Regions from separate parts of the Triticum aestivum genome. Here region 2 is linked to region 1. Evidence: chromatin contacts called from public Hi-C data. All regions are on one chromosome and are shown on one strand. The core of a region is the stretch at or near the end of the contact, and the rest is flanking DNA. Distances in the headings are between cores, read along the strand shown.

Region 1 (6,647 bases), core at 2,458-4,957:
AACGCCAAAACCAAAAGACCAAGAAGTCACAACCAGCTGGCATAACGAAGATAGGTAAACTAGTCGCGGTCACTTAGGGCGGTGAAATTAGATATAGACTATAGCAACATCAAATCTCCCTTTGCCATGAAAAGAAACCACCCGGCCCGTTGATAGCGGCCCTTGGTATAACCTTTTTGTAGATGCCCCTTGGTGAACCTGAGAGGTTGAGATCAAATCTCCAATCTAGATTAAAATATCCTGACTCTTTTTTAATCTTTACTAATTACATATACCATGGATCCAGTCATAACTGGGTAAAGTGGAAGAAGAGAGTGAAACCAAGTGTGAGACCACTGCAAGAAAGTTCTAGCCACCTTGCCATTCAATACTCCGTCATTTGAACTAGTGGAAGAAGGGAGTATTTGGAAACTTTCTGTCATTTGCAACGAGAATGATGTGCCGCTTTGTGTTGTTTGGGACGGTTATGATCTGAAGCTTTTTACTTCCAGAGGGATCTTGTTAACAAACTAATGCTACTATCAATGTATTTGGTCCAGACCAATTGTTTGTTATGTCAGATATTTTCACAAGTTTACGGTGATATGCTTGCTCAGAAATGTAATAATTCTTTTCTTTACACTGTGCACTGTTTTTTCTCTTTTGCGGATGGGCACTGTTTTTATGTTGCTATTGACTTGAGAAGAACTACCTCACTCTGGTCTTCCGTTTTTATGTTGTTTTCGAGAGAGTGATATTACTTGTGATTGTTTTCGCGAAACAGAGTTGCTGGCTGCCTCGTCGTCATTGCCGAGATAATGTGGTATGTCACTATCTCTTTAATTTAGATTTAAATTTTGAGAGAGGACGTCACTATCTCTTACTTCACAGAAATATTTTTTTTTTCGACATGTGGCGATGAATTCAGAAACGAAGCCCACTTCAGAAAAGTTATATGGGCCTCTGCTTAGAGGATTCGCAAGACTCATTTGCCAGCTGACTCAAAGCCCATCAGATTACCACATCACCTAAATAACGCAACTTCCCTTACAAATAGTATACTTACCTAACGCGACAGAAGAAAAACCAAATACACCCAAACATATACACTACTAACATAGTGTACATCATCATCGAGCTCGAAAACGAAACAGAAAACAAAACGAACGGTGCACATCAGCACACTTGGGCCACCAGTACACTTACCAGATCGGACGCTAGAGTCTGCACGTACAGCTACCACTCCACTATGGCAACACTTGATCATACATACACAGGTAGGTAGCTTGCTGTACTTATTTTTCTTGGTACTTAGCCGTCCCCCGGGCGCGGCGTGGCTCGAGCTCGATCAGATGGCCTGCACGGCCTTGGCCATGCCGTAGGCGGCGGAGGAGGCAAGCGCGCCGATGATGGCAGTCTGGATGGCGCTGAGGAACGGGCGGTTCCCGGTGAAGCGGCCCTTGACGTAGCCGAAGAAGAGCAGCGCGGCGAGGGTGACCACGACGGAGGTCATCATGGCGCTGTCGACCGACGCCAGGAACATGTAGGGGGAGAGCGGCACCATGCCGCCGACGACGTAGGCCAGCGCGATCGTCGCCGCGCTCGTCAGCGCGCGCCGCGGGTCCGGCTTCTCCAGCCCCAGCTCGAACCTGCATGCGTGCACCAAAGTTCCGCCGCGATCAGTCACATGGTTAGATTAATTGGAAAAAAAGTGAGTGGGCTGGGTGGGCTTGACTGATTGATTACTTCATCATGAACTCGAGCCAGGCCTTTGGGTTGTTGCGGAGGGAGGTGACGACCGGCCCGTACTCCTCGGGGCCCAGCCCGTACTCAGAGAGTATGTCCGCGATCTCCGCGGCCTCTGCTCAAAGAAATACATCTCAGCCGTTAGATACTTAGATTCGATCAGATCGATAGAGAGTGTCAGGTGAGAGAGAATGTGAGAGAGTGACCTGTGTCCGGGACGGTGTCGATCTCGTCCTGCTCGCGCTGCAGCTCCCGGTAGTAGTGGTCGGCGTCGCTCTTAGCGGCGAGGTACCTGACAAGAGTGCGAGCGCACATTAGCCGTAGGCTTTTACTGCGTTAATTCCGTTTGGTACGGCCCAGCAGAAGTTAGCCCGCTTTCGGCTGGGTTAAATGTAGACATCACTTCGGCCCGTTTTAGTAATTAGTGTAAAAAAAGTAATTAGTGCTTGCGATTTTTTAAAAAGTACTCCCTCCGTTCGGAATTACTTGTCGTAGAAATGGTTGTATCTAGACGTATTTTAGTTCTAGATACATCCATTTTCGAGACAAGTAATTCCGAACGGAGGGAGTAGTAGTGTTTGTAAGTGCGGAACAGGGAGAAACTATAAACTCTGTGAAAATAACATATATTTTGCTCCAGAACTTTATTATTCATTTGGTGAATATTTCATATATACATCAACGAAAAATTGGCATTTTTTTGAGTAATTCATGTGTGAAAATAATCCCTATTTCTAATGTACTCCGGTCAAATTCCCTTGCACGTGTGTGTGTGCAGGTGTGCTTAGTGTAGGTGAACAGTATTGCATTTTGGGATCACTAGGAGTCTCACATATAATTGTACATTTTTGGTTGAGTCATGCTATGCACAGGACAAAATTTGCATGATTCGCAGACTAACGCACAACATAGTGATGGAAAGGGGTTTCTGCCTTCTCACCTACTCAGATTCAAAGCATGGTACCTATAACTTGGGTTTGTTACACCAACTACTACGGAGCCTCACTTACAGTCTTTTTTTCAAAATAAATGCACAATTCACACATGAAGATTAAATCCAGGCGGACATGCGTATGGCTGACAAGGGCACTAGCCGCTGGATTTACATGTCGTGCAAAGATCGGGCACAAGTACCGGGCGTGGAACAGTTTCTTTTTTGGTTTTGCATAGGGCATAAAATACGTCTTGCATTTGTCACGGAGGAAGTATTGTTTTGTACTCCTAGCTGTTGCTGACACAAAGGAAAACTACAGAAATCCTAGGTAAGTGGTTGTCCAGACTCTGGACAATAAATGACCCAACTTAGTGAACAATGCAGGAAGGTACTAACACTGTAGGAGTATAAAACTTAGCGGGGTACTCATCAGTAAACATTCGTCTGTGCGGCAAAAATTTCCATTTTTTGGTTAGTAGACGTTATTAATCATTCCCCTACTTTCCATTCTTGGCATCAAGAACAGCAAGCTACTCTCACTAATCTCCGTTTCAGAAATAATTAAGCCTTTGCATACAAATCCAGCAAGCCAGCAGCATGCATGCGACATGTTCAGGAAAGCAATAGCCGGAGGAGTAACAAACGACATTAATCAGAGGAAACATATACCCAGAAAATCAAGGAGATTTCGATCTGTTTCCTTACCCTCCGAGCCCCATGGAGATGGCGCCGGCGGCGACCTCGGCGAGCCCGGCGGTGAGCACGAGCGAGGAGGACGCGTTGGCGCCCGACAGGCCGGCGGCTAGGGCGAAGGGCACGGTGAGGCCGTCAGAGACGCCGATGATGATGTCCCGGACCACCTCGCCGGAGGTGAAGTGCTTCTCCTTGTGGTCGTCGAGGAGCAGCCTCTGGTTCTCCTCGTCCTGCACAGGCTTCACCATCTTGCCGGTCGGCGTGGGAGTGTGCTTACGAGCGAGCTGGTGTGTTTAGCTATTTCCTGCGCTCAGATAGCTAGCTCGTGATCTGCGATGACAAGGGAAGTTTTGGTGTAGGCGAAGTGGACAGAGCTGGGAGGGGGTATTTATAGGGGTTAGAGGCCGGGTGAAATGTCCTGTTTGGACATGGGAAGTCGGGGCAATCTTGGGATTTGGGCACGCGAGGTACTATGTGAATGTGTGGTGAGTATGTCTGATTATGTTTTTATGCGTCCGTACTTCACTTTTATTATTTGCTGAGACCAATCTACCATGGAACCACGGATCCATCTCATGCCAAGTTGTATGGTTTGTAGAAACTCAAAGGGAGCAGAGAGCGATCGTTATTGCACGTCCAACTTTTAGGGCATCTTTGATTTTAAGGATTTGTAAAATGCAGTAATAGGAACTAGCACAACCAGTGCCGCAACGCCTTGCGAGAGAGGGTTGAGGCAAGTGACTACCCCCCCCCCCCCCCATCCCCCTCTCCCACGCGCGCGCGCACACACACACCATCTTCTTCCTCTCTTGTTGTCGCCAGGGTGCTTCGCTAGGCAAAGTATGTGCGGCGTTGACGCCGACGGGGGCGTTGCTGATTTGGGGGGGGGGGGGGGGGGGCTACTATGGAGGTGTTGGTGGGCTGTTGTGGGTCGGCGGAGATGAATGGTGAGGTGCGGTCTTCGGCAGGCGATGGTTGACAGCGGCGCTGGTGATCCAACGCAGCGATCTTCTATAGTCGTGCAGCCTGGCTCAGTCACCAGAGAAGAGGGTGTCGGTGCATGGTCCTGGACAGAGGTGAGCTCGATATCAGAACCGTCTGGCGTGCAGTAGCATGAGCGTTTGTCTCGCGTTTTCTTTAAGGAGTCTTCATGTCTGGTTTGGGGCATGCTATCCTTGTGTAGTAATAATGTCCTTCCGGCCCTTTCCCCGAGTTGAGGGCGTGTGGAGCTATGTTTCCGACGGGTCCTCTGGGATCTGGGCGGTTTCGGTTTCCAGTGGATCCGTCTAAATTCGACCGGCTTTAGTGGACTCCGGAATTTCTACATGCATTTTTCGGCGTTTTCTTCTCCGGGATGATTTACAAATCGCGGCCGTTGTCGTCTCCTGTTCTACATCAACGACTTCCTTGCTGCTGCTTTTACAAGCTCATGGGTTTAAACAAGTTTGCTCCGCTGAGGTGAAGGCATAGAGGTGGCATCGAGCTACACTCGGATCGCTTTTTTTTTACAGTGGGATGAGCTTGCTGCACTTTTTTTACAGTTTATACCGCTGCACAAAAGTTGATGATCCCATCTGCTAACTTGGAGCGATCACAGGAACTTCAGCAGAACAGGTCCATGGACTCCCATCAGCCTGCAATAATTAACAAAAAGTACTTCATGAATCACCATCGATCAACGCAGATTAAGCACACACAACAAAAGGCGGCCGAGGCAACCACATGCAAATATCCAGGCATCCATGTGCGTCCAAGGGGGTGGGGATCGAGGCCGCCGGTCGCCATCGGCGCCGGGAGTCGGACGCGTGGGCGCGGCCGTGACACGCAGGCACTTGTCGTGTGCCCGCCACGAGCGTGGATGACAAAAGGCGGCACAGAAAAGCAGGAACCGCTAGCGACCGCCGCCGCACGCGCCACGCGCGCCCAGCGGCGCACTGCGGTGAGCAGCTCCCCCCCACGCCAACTTGCGGGAAAGTGGCCTAACTTTCGGTTGGGAAAATCTCCCCAAAAATTACGACGGATCAGGGTAAAGTTTCCCGCCCGTGTTTGGGTTTTACGAGCCGCCTTTTGGATGGTGCGGCTGGGCTCGAGTAGGCCGAGACTGATGAGAAGTTTGAATCCTCCGTTGCTTTGATTGACAAGGGTGTCAAGTGGTCTGGCCCCACGTGCCGTGCTGAACTTTGAGAAACTAAAATACAGTGCATCAACGTATAGATCCAGCAGACTCCAAATTGAGCTTGTTGTCCTGTTACTCTCCCATGGAGGGATGGCCTGAATTGAACCGTCCTATAATTATTCTTGCTTTCCCATATACTTTAATCCTATAGCGCATGTATGTACTCTAGTGAAATGGTTAATGCCTTTTGGAAGAACTGGAAGAGCATCTTGGGGAGCTGGGGTTTCAACTTTCAACCTCAACCAACTCCTCTAATTTATTTATTTTGTCTTGGCGTGCATTTGGCAACACAGATGAATACCTCTTCTCCTAGGCCAAGGAAATTTGATCTACAAATTTTCTAGCAAGCGAACGTTCAATATATCTTACAGTCTAAACATTGCATGCTCTCTTGTCTATCATATGGGGCCAATAGCTCCTGTGCGACGTTTTTGATGTGAATTGGCTTGAGTGCGACGTTGTTCGAGTGAATGGTTGTGATGCGACACACTTGAGCGTGTAAATAGCTCCAATGCGACATGACTCTGTTTAACCGTGAAATGAAAAACACAAGGGGTTAGCGATTTGAGTTATGACACGCGGGACCCACCAGTTACTCGCATGCGGGTGGGACCCACAACTTATCCACACAAGCATGCCCGTGCTCATCAGCGTGCCCCGACCCGAGCCAGCCCGCCCCCCTCCATTGCTTGCCCTGCCCCTTTCCTTTCCCACCTTCTTCTTCCTCTGCTCCGGCAACGAAGCGCGCCGCCGGCGAGTGATGTCTAGCTCGACTTCAGCCACCCGCCAATCATGGACGCAGTACGGTCCACTACCGTTGACAAGATGCCCCGATTGCCCGCGCATGGAGCCTCTCAAGCGTTTGACTTGTGTGAGGGAAGAAAATGGCAACCGTGGGCGCGAGTTTGTGAAATGTTTGAGCAAGCCACAGCCGGGGCAGGTTAGATCTGTGTTCTTGACCAATTCTATGGTCTAATTTCTCCCGATTTGTTTTTTCCCTCGAATTAGGGCGGTGGATCTGGGTGGTGGATCTAGGATTCATGCGCCGCCGGGCCCCTGTTTTCAGGTTCTGAAGAAATGTGGGCATTTTGAGTGGCTCGATGAATATGTTGAAAGGTT
Region 2 (6,647 bases), core at 2,133-4,632, 580 kb before region 1:
AGGACGAAGTCGGGCGGGAGCCCCAGCTCCTGCATTGTCGACAGCATCCGCTTCGCCACCAGACCCTTGCTCACACCCTGCAATGCAATCATGCAAACAACATTCTCATGGCTTAGTGCTCTCCTTCGGTTACACAAGTGCAGCAACACAACCACACTAGGTACAGTAGGAGGAAACAAAGGCACCAGTGGTTTCAGCCGAACTTTACCTGTGGCTTCACCTCAACATAGTTCAGGTCAGCTTTGACTGATACCGGCTCGTTGGAGAGGACACTCTCCAGGTGGTCATGGAGCTCCTTGGCCTGGCAAGATCCAAAATCACGGTCAGCGTCCTTGTAGCACCACACGATTGCTGTCTCCTTGTCCTCGATGATCGACCCGTCCGTTGTCTCGGTGTAGGTCTTCATCACCGGCTCCGCGATTTGCTTCCAGCTGAAGTCTGTTGCCAGGCCGCATGTCTCCCATTCTGCATCTCTTTCCAGCCTACAGCAAAATGGTGTTAATTGGAATGTACATACACAGGCTACATGTGGAGTACAAAGTCACAGCAATACTAGTAGTTTCGTTTCAACAATGTCAACAATGAAGGTAGTTGAGAATTTTCAGGGAACAGTTGGAATTTACCTGATGAAGTAGCCATGCTCAGCAGCAAGGCCTAGGTCCTCACATGCTGAGAACCATTCACTTAAGGTCGCCCTGGTCTTTGTGCTTGTGATTAAGACCAAGTTCTTCTCATCGCGACAGAGGCTGTTCAACATGTTTATTGTTTTGGAGCTCGGCATCTTACCAAACGATGACTCGGGCATCAGCGTACCATCATAGTCCAAGAGAATGGCGCGCGTGCTTGCCTTCCGGTAGGCATAGACAAGCTGCTCAACCGCGAGCTTCTTGAAGCTCGTATCAAGGGCCACACATCTGAACCTTAGCCCAAATCCTATGCCCCAGCAGCGCCTCTTGTTATGGTCTTGGCAAGTCCTCGCCAGATCCTGCAGGAAGCTGTTTGCCCAGTATCCGACATCATGTGTGCTCACAAATTTGTGATGCTTCTCGTGCCTCAGCACCTGCTCACCTTCACCTGTGTGCAAGGCCTTGTCCATTGCCTCGGCCACCGACTCAATGTTCCAAGGGTTCACCCGAATCGCGCCACTCAGGGAGGGTGAGCAGCCAATGAATTCCGACACGACAAGCATGCTCTTCTTCCTTGTGAAAGGGCTGAGACCCAGGATCCTGTCAATCTTCTCATTCCCTTGCCTAGCAATGATGTACTCATATGGTATAAGATTCATGCCATCCCTCACTGCGGTCACCAAGCAGCACTCAGCAACAACATAGTATGCCATCCTCTCATAGAAGTGCAGTGGCCTGTCGATCAATATGACTGGCTGGTAATCTGGCTGCCCAAATGCCTCATTGATGCGCTTCACCATGGCATAGCTCTCATCCTGTACCTCCTTCACATCCTTCCCCTTCCCCCTCGCCGGATTGGCAATCTGTACCAGCACCACCTTTCCTCGATACTCTGGATGCTGCGTCAAGAGCTCCTCAAATGCCAAAAGCTTCAGACTGATGCCCTTAAATATGTCCATATCATCTACACCAAGCATCATGATGCGGCCCCGATCACGGAACTCCTTGATAAGCTCGGCGACCTTGAGCCCGGTCTCCGGGAGGTTGAGCACCTCCTGCAGCTGCCCCAAATGTATCCCCACCGGCAGTATCTTGACAGTGACAGTCCGTCCATAGTACTCCAGTCCAATGTACCCCCTCTGCGACTCGTATTTCATTCCCAGCATCCTGCTGCAGCATGAGAGGAAATGCCTGGCATAATCAAATGTGTGGAACCCAATCAAGTCGGCATTCAGCAGCGCCCGGAGCACCTCCTCTCGAACCGGCAGGGTCTTGTAGATCTCCGATGATGGGAACGGGCTGTGCAGGAAGAAACCCAGCCTGACCCGGTTGAATTTCTTGCGCAGGAAGGTGGGCAGGACCATGAGATGGTAGTCGTGCACCCAGACGAAGTCCTCCTCGGGGTTGATCACCTCCAGGATCTTGTCGGAGAAGATCTTGTTGACGGACAGGTAGGCCTTCCACAGGTCGCGGTCGAAGCGGCCGCCGAGCTCGGGCGACAGTGGCAGCATGTAATGGAACAGTGGCCACAGCTGCTGCTTGCAGAAGCCGTGGTAGAAGCGGGAGCGGAGGTCGTCCGGCAGGAACGCGGGCACGCAGCGGAAGCGCTCGTAGAGCTCGAGCGCGACCTTGTCCTGGTCCTCTGCCGGGATGTCGTCGCGCAGTCCGCCGATGTAGACGAAGTCCATGTGGGCGCGGCCCTGGTGCGCGCGCAGGCTTTCCTTGAGCTGCCGCAGGAGGCTGTCCTGGTCCCAGGAGAACTCCCAGGCGCCGTCCGCGCCGCGGCAGGCGCGGATGGGGAGCTGGTTGGCCACGATGATGGTGCGCTCCCGCGGCGGCTGGTCGGATTGGTCGTCGGAGGCCACCGAGGCGGCGTAAGCGTCAGCGTCAGCGGCGGCGTCGGCGCGGTCAAGGCCGGGCACAATGCCAGACGCCGTCATCACCCGCGGTATCCGTGGCTGCCCGAGGGACGGCAGCGGCTGGTCGCGGTCAGCGCCGCCGGCGAGCTCCATGAGGTTGGAGTAGGATCTCGACGCCATCCTCTCTCAGATGTGATCTTCTTCACCAACAAATCAGCAAGAACTCGAGGTTGCAGTTGCAGAGCGAGTGACGGAGCAGAGCAAGAATGGAGGAAAAGGATCTGCGACCGGGATGGAGTCCGAGGGGAAGAAGAAATCCGGGCGAGATTTAGCGAGGCAACAAGGAATGGAATCGGCGCAAAGGAAGTCGCCAGAAGCGCGGAAACAAATTCCCCCTTTCCGGAAAGGAGCGGCCCCTTTCGGTCAAAGGGAACACGGCGGCAGAGCGGCACCGTCTCAGGTGCTCCTCCTCCCGCCGCCCACGCGACCGCCACATCGACAGATCGCCGCCACCGGACAAGAGAAGACGCCGCCGCCCATCCCCAGGACCAGCATTAACCAGCAACAAAATTTCGAAAGAGGGTGGCGGAAACTCCGGGGAAACTCGGCGGATTGGCGAAGACGGACGCGGCGGAGGAGGGAGGAAAGGCGGTGGTGGCAGGAGGAGGCGGGGCTGATCGTCGGTCGGCGTGCGGCGGTGACTCTTGAGGATCGGAAGGGCTGTGGTGGGATCTATCTATCTATCACGACTACAAGTAACGGAATGGAGGCGAGGCTTTTGCTTCTCTACTGGAGTAGACTAGACTGGAATGGAATGGATAGAGTATTTTTCTCGCCCTCGCTCGAGCTGGCGAGCGCGGGTCTGATGAACTCTGCGATGCCTCTCGCCCCCGGCCCGTACACGGATTAAATATAATCGGAATTTCGCGCTAAGCACCCTGGATAAGCACGGGCATTTCGTCCACGGGCGCCGTCCCGCGCCGCGCCGCATGCCGTCCACCTAACAGCGGCCAAAGAATTCATGACAAACCATTGGCGCTATTTGTTTCCGGGATGGATAATCGTCCCTGCTGACTGACCCAAGGGATCAGCATTATCCATCCACTCGATCAATGCTCACCCCCGGCTGGCTTTCTTACAGAACAAGTGAGCAGTCAGTCACCACGGTTTCCTTGCGTGCATGCCGTGGCGGTTACCATAAAAAGCTGCTTTGCTTTCGGGACAAAAAAATCCCAGCTGGGTGATTCTTAATTCGAAATTTTACACCTGCTATGCACGCTACTTTTTTATGGTCATGTGATTTTTATTTTTAGTGAGTGCTACTGTATTTATTTTCTATCGGATGGTGACTTCCTGGCCTACGGCCGAATATCGGTGCCTTTGCCTGCTGTCAGAAGGATAGATAGTGACGTGGTTGCATGCGTTTACTGCAGCCCTCATCCATTGATCGCGCCGCGGGCTGCCGCAATCCAACAAAAACGGCCTCTATCCTGAGGATATGAAGAAACTCTTCGTGCCCGTCCGGCCTGCGAATTGCCCGTGAACCCAGGGGGCTAGGTGGAAGATTCCATCGCGCAGTCCATGGCGCAGTCCCTCGCGGGCGGCAGCAGCCCGCGCGCGATCTTATCCGCGGGAGCACGGCGGCCGCTCTGGAGGGCCCCACGGTGTTTGACCGGTGCGGCTGGGGCCTGGGTCGCACGATCGGGATCCGACGGGCGCGGGGGAGGGGCCGCGGGAGGGGGACGCGCAGAGGATCCGCCGGGTTTCCCTAGGAGATATGTATATCCATCTTCAAGCCGCACCGGATGAGGATCGGTGGAGCGGGCGGGGCCCGCGGGGTGGGCGGCCTCTCGCGCACGTGCGAGCGCGTACGTGTCGGACGCTGAGGGCGCCTCGGCGCGTGCGGCGACCCCGGCTGTCGTTTCCGACAGGAGGGATACACAGGGCCGCGTTCACACCGGAGACCCGGAGTCCATAGTCCACACCCACCGAAAGGGACGTAGACTTCGGAAACTGAAAGGTCAGTTACGCCGCTCGACCGGCGCGACTTTAGGCCGGTCGCCGGGCCGACCCTACGATCTGGTATGAATGACCGTCGGATTGCAGAAAAAAAGAAAAAAAAGTCTACTCTTCCCCACGCGGATGGTCGTCCGGGCTTTCTTACAGATTAAGAAATCAGTTACGAGTAACTGAGCCGGCTGACCGGCGCGACTTTAGGCCGGGCGCCGGGCGGCCCCTACGATCTAGATATGAATAACCGTCCGATTGTAACAAAAAAAAGGAAAAGTCAACTCTCACCCGCGCGGGAGGTCGTCCTAGCTTTCTTACAGACTAAGAAATCAGTTACGAGTAACTGCGCTGGCGCGACTTTAGGCCGGTAGCCGGGCGGGCCCTACGATTTGGATATAATAACCGTCCGATTGTGAGAAAATGGGAAAAAAGAAAAGTCAACTCTCACCCGCACTGGAGGTTGACCCGGGTTTCTTACAGAATAAGAAACCAGGGACGAGTAACTTCCCCGGTCGACCGACGCGACTTCAGACCGGTTGCTGGGCGGCCCCTACAATCTGGATATGAATAACCGTCTGATTGCAGAAAAAAGAAAAAAAAGAAAAAGTTAACTCTCACCCGTGCTGGAGGTCGTCCCGGTTTTCTTACAGAAATAAGAGATCAATTACGAGTAACTGCGCCGGTCGACCGACGCGACTTTAGGCCGGTAGCCGGACGGCCCCAGCGATCTCGATATGAATAACCGTCCGATTGCAGAAAAAAGGAAAAAAAGAAGAAGGAAAAAGTCAACTCTCACCTGCATCGGAGGTCGTCATCGCTCGCAGATCTGTCGCGGCATCGCAACACCGTCGCGCTCACGCCGCAACATGCCGTGATGCCAACCGCAGCGCGCCGCTGCACCGGCCGCAGCACCCCGCCGTGCCACTCCCTGCACCACACTACACCTGTTGCAACGACCATTGGGATCCGGTTGTAGCTTCCCACCGCAGACACCGGCGCTCGACGTTTGCAGCACCGTGCTCTGGTCACAGCTCCGGCCGTTAAGAGTAGTACCAGATGCAACTGGGAGAGAGAGAAACAAGGGAAGGGTGATGGCTCGTTGGCTGGCTTCGTGGTGCTCATCGGGGGTGAAGATGGCGAGAAAGAGGAAGAAGAGCATGAGATCGCTCTGGCAATAGAGGAAGAAGAAAGACGAGTCGTCGAGAAGGATGCGGGAGAATATAAGGGAGGGGAAGAGCGGTCGCCGGCCCACTAAGGCAGACACGTGTCGTGCGTGTCGAGAGAGGAATAGCCGAGAGCGCCGCACGGAAGACTCGCGATCTGCGTCAATCGAATGTACGCCACATGACAGACGTGAGCGTTGACTAGTCGCCCAGTGCAAATAAATTTTCAAATTGAAAACCACACACCCAAGTACCGAGCGCAGTGACATGCCGATTTCAAATTTGGGTGACGCTGCGGATCGACCTGCTGATATCCAAGGTAGACATCGAATTAGGCTGCCACCATCTCAATACACACAATGGTGCGGTCGCTCATCGCAACATGGGCGATATTTAAAAAATCTGGAAAGAACTTGAAAAGGTTATCAAATTTGCTTGAACCTGAAAACTATATCCATATTAGGAAATGTGTATTATCAAGGATAATAACTGCTACTGATTTTTCTGCCATGATTTTTGCCATGGTAATTTGGTATATTTGGGAGCATAGAGATGTCTACCGTAATGGTAAGGCCTTAATTCATCCACTTCGTGTTGTAGGAAAGATCAAAGTCTACATTGAGTTCATCAATTTGCAATTTTTTTTCCAGTTTTCATCATGCGTGAGTCCCTGAAGTCAAACCAAAATTGGTCTCCGCCGCACAAGGGTCGATCTTCTCTACATGGATGCATCAATCTTTTCTCATTCTACAAGAGTGGGATTTGGCATGGTGATTTGCGATCATCGGGGGATGGTGCAAGCGACAATGTAAGCAGAGGCTACTTCGCTCGAATTCAAATATTATAGTTGCAAAAGCCATGGCACTACGCCAAGCCTTATTTGTTGTTGGGAATAGAGGTATGCAAAAAATCATGGTGGATTCTAACTATTTATAATTGATCAATGAGATCCAAGAATAAAAAAGGATAGATCCCCTTCGCGGGCAATA

Evidence for each region. A called contact is a pair of places that touch in the nucleus more often than the background predicts.
Region 2: a Hi-C map of leaf shows a contact between it and region 1, with 4 times the contacts expected there. The contact joins the promoter of LOC123111908 here to the promoter of LOC123111907 in region 1. A contact is called at or near these places in 2 of 5 Hi-C or Micro-C datasets (both in leaf).

What each region holds. Positions count from the first base shown.
Region 1 is chr5B:370,987,994-370,994,640 of IWGSC CS RefSeq v2.1, reverse strand. It overlaps LOC123111907 (vacuolar iron transporter 2), which reads right to left and starts at 3,707. Exons shown (of 4, transcript XM_044532786.1): 1 at 3,365-3,707; 2 at 1,932-2,017; 3 at 1,726-1,840; 4 at 977-1,628. The coding sequence starts at 3,600. The coding sequence ends at 1,328.
Region 2 is chr5B:371,563,160-371,569,806 of IWGSC CS RefSeq v2.1, reverse strand. It overlaps LOC123111908 (alpha,alpha-trehalose-phosphate synthase [UDP-forming] 6), which reads right to left and starts at 3,382. Exons shown (of 3, transcript XM_044532787.1): 1 at 624-3,382; 2 at 209-482; 3 at 1-77. The coding sequence starts at 2,665.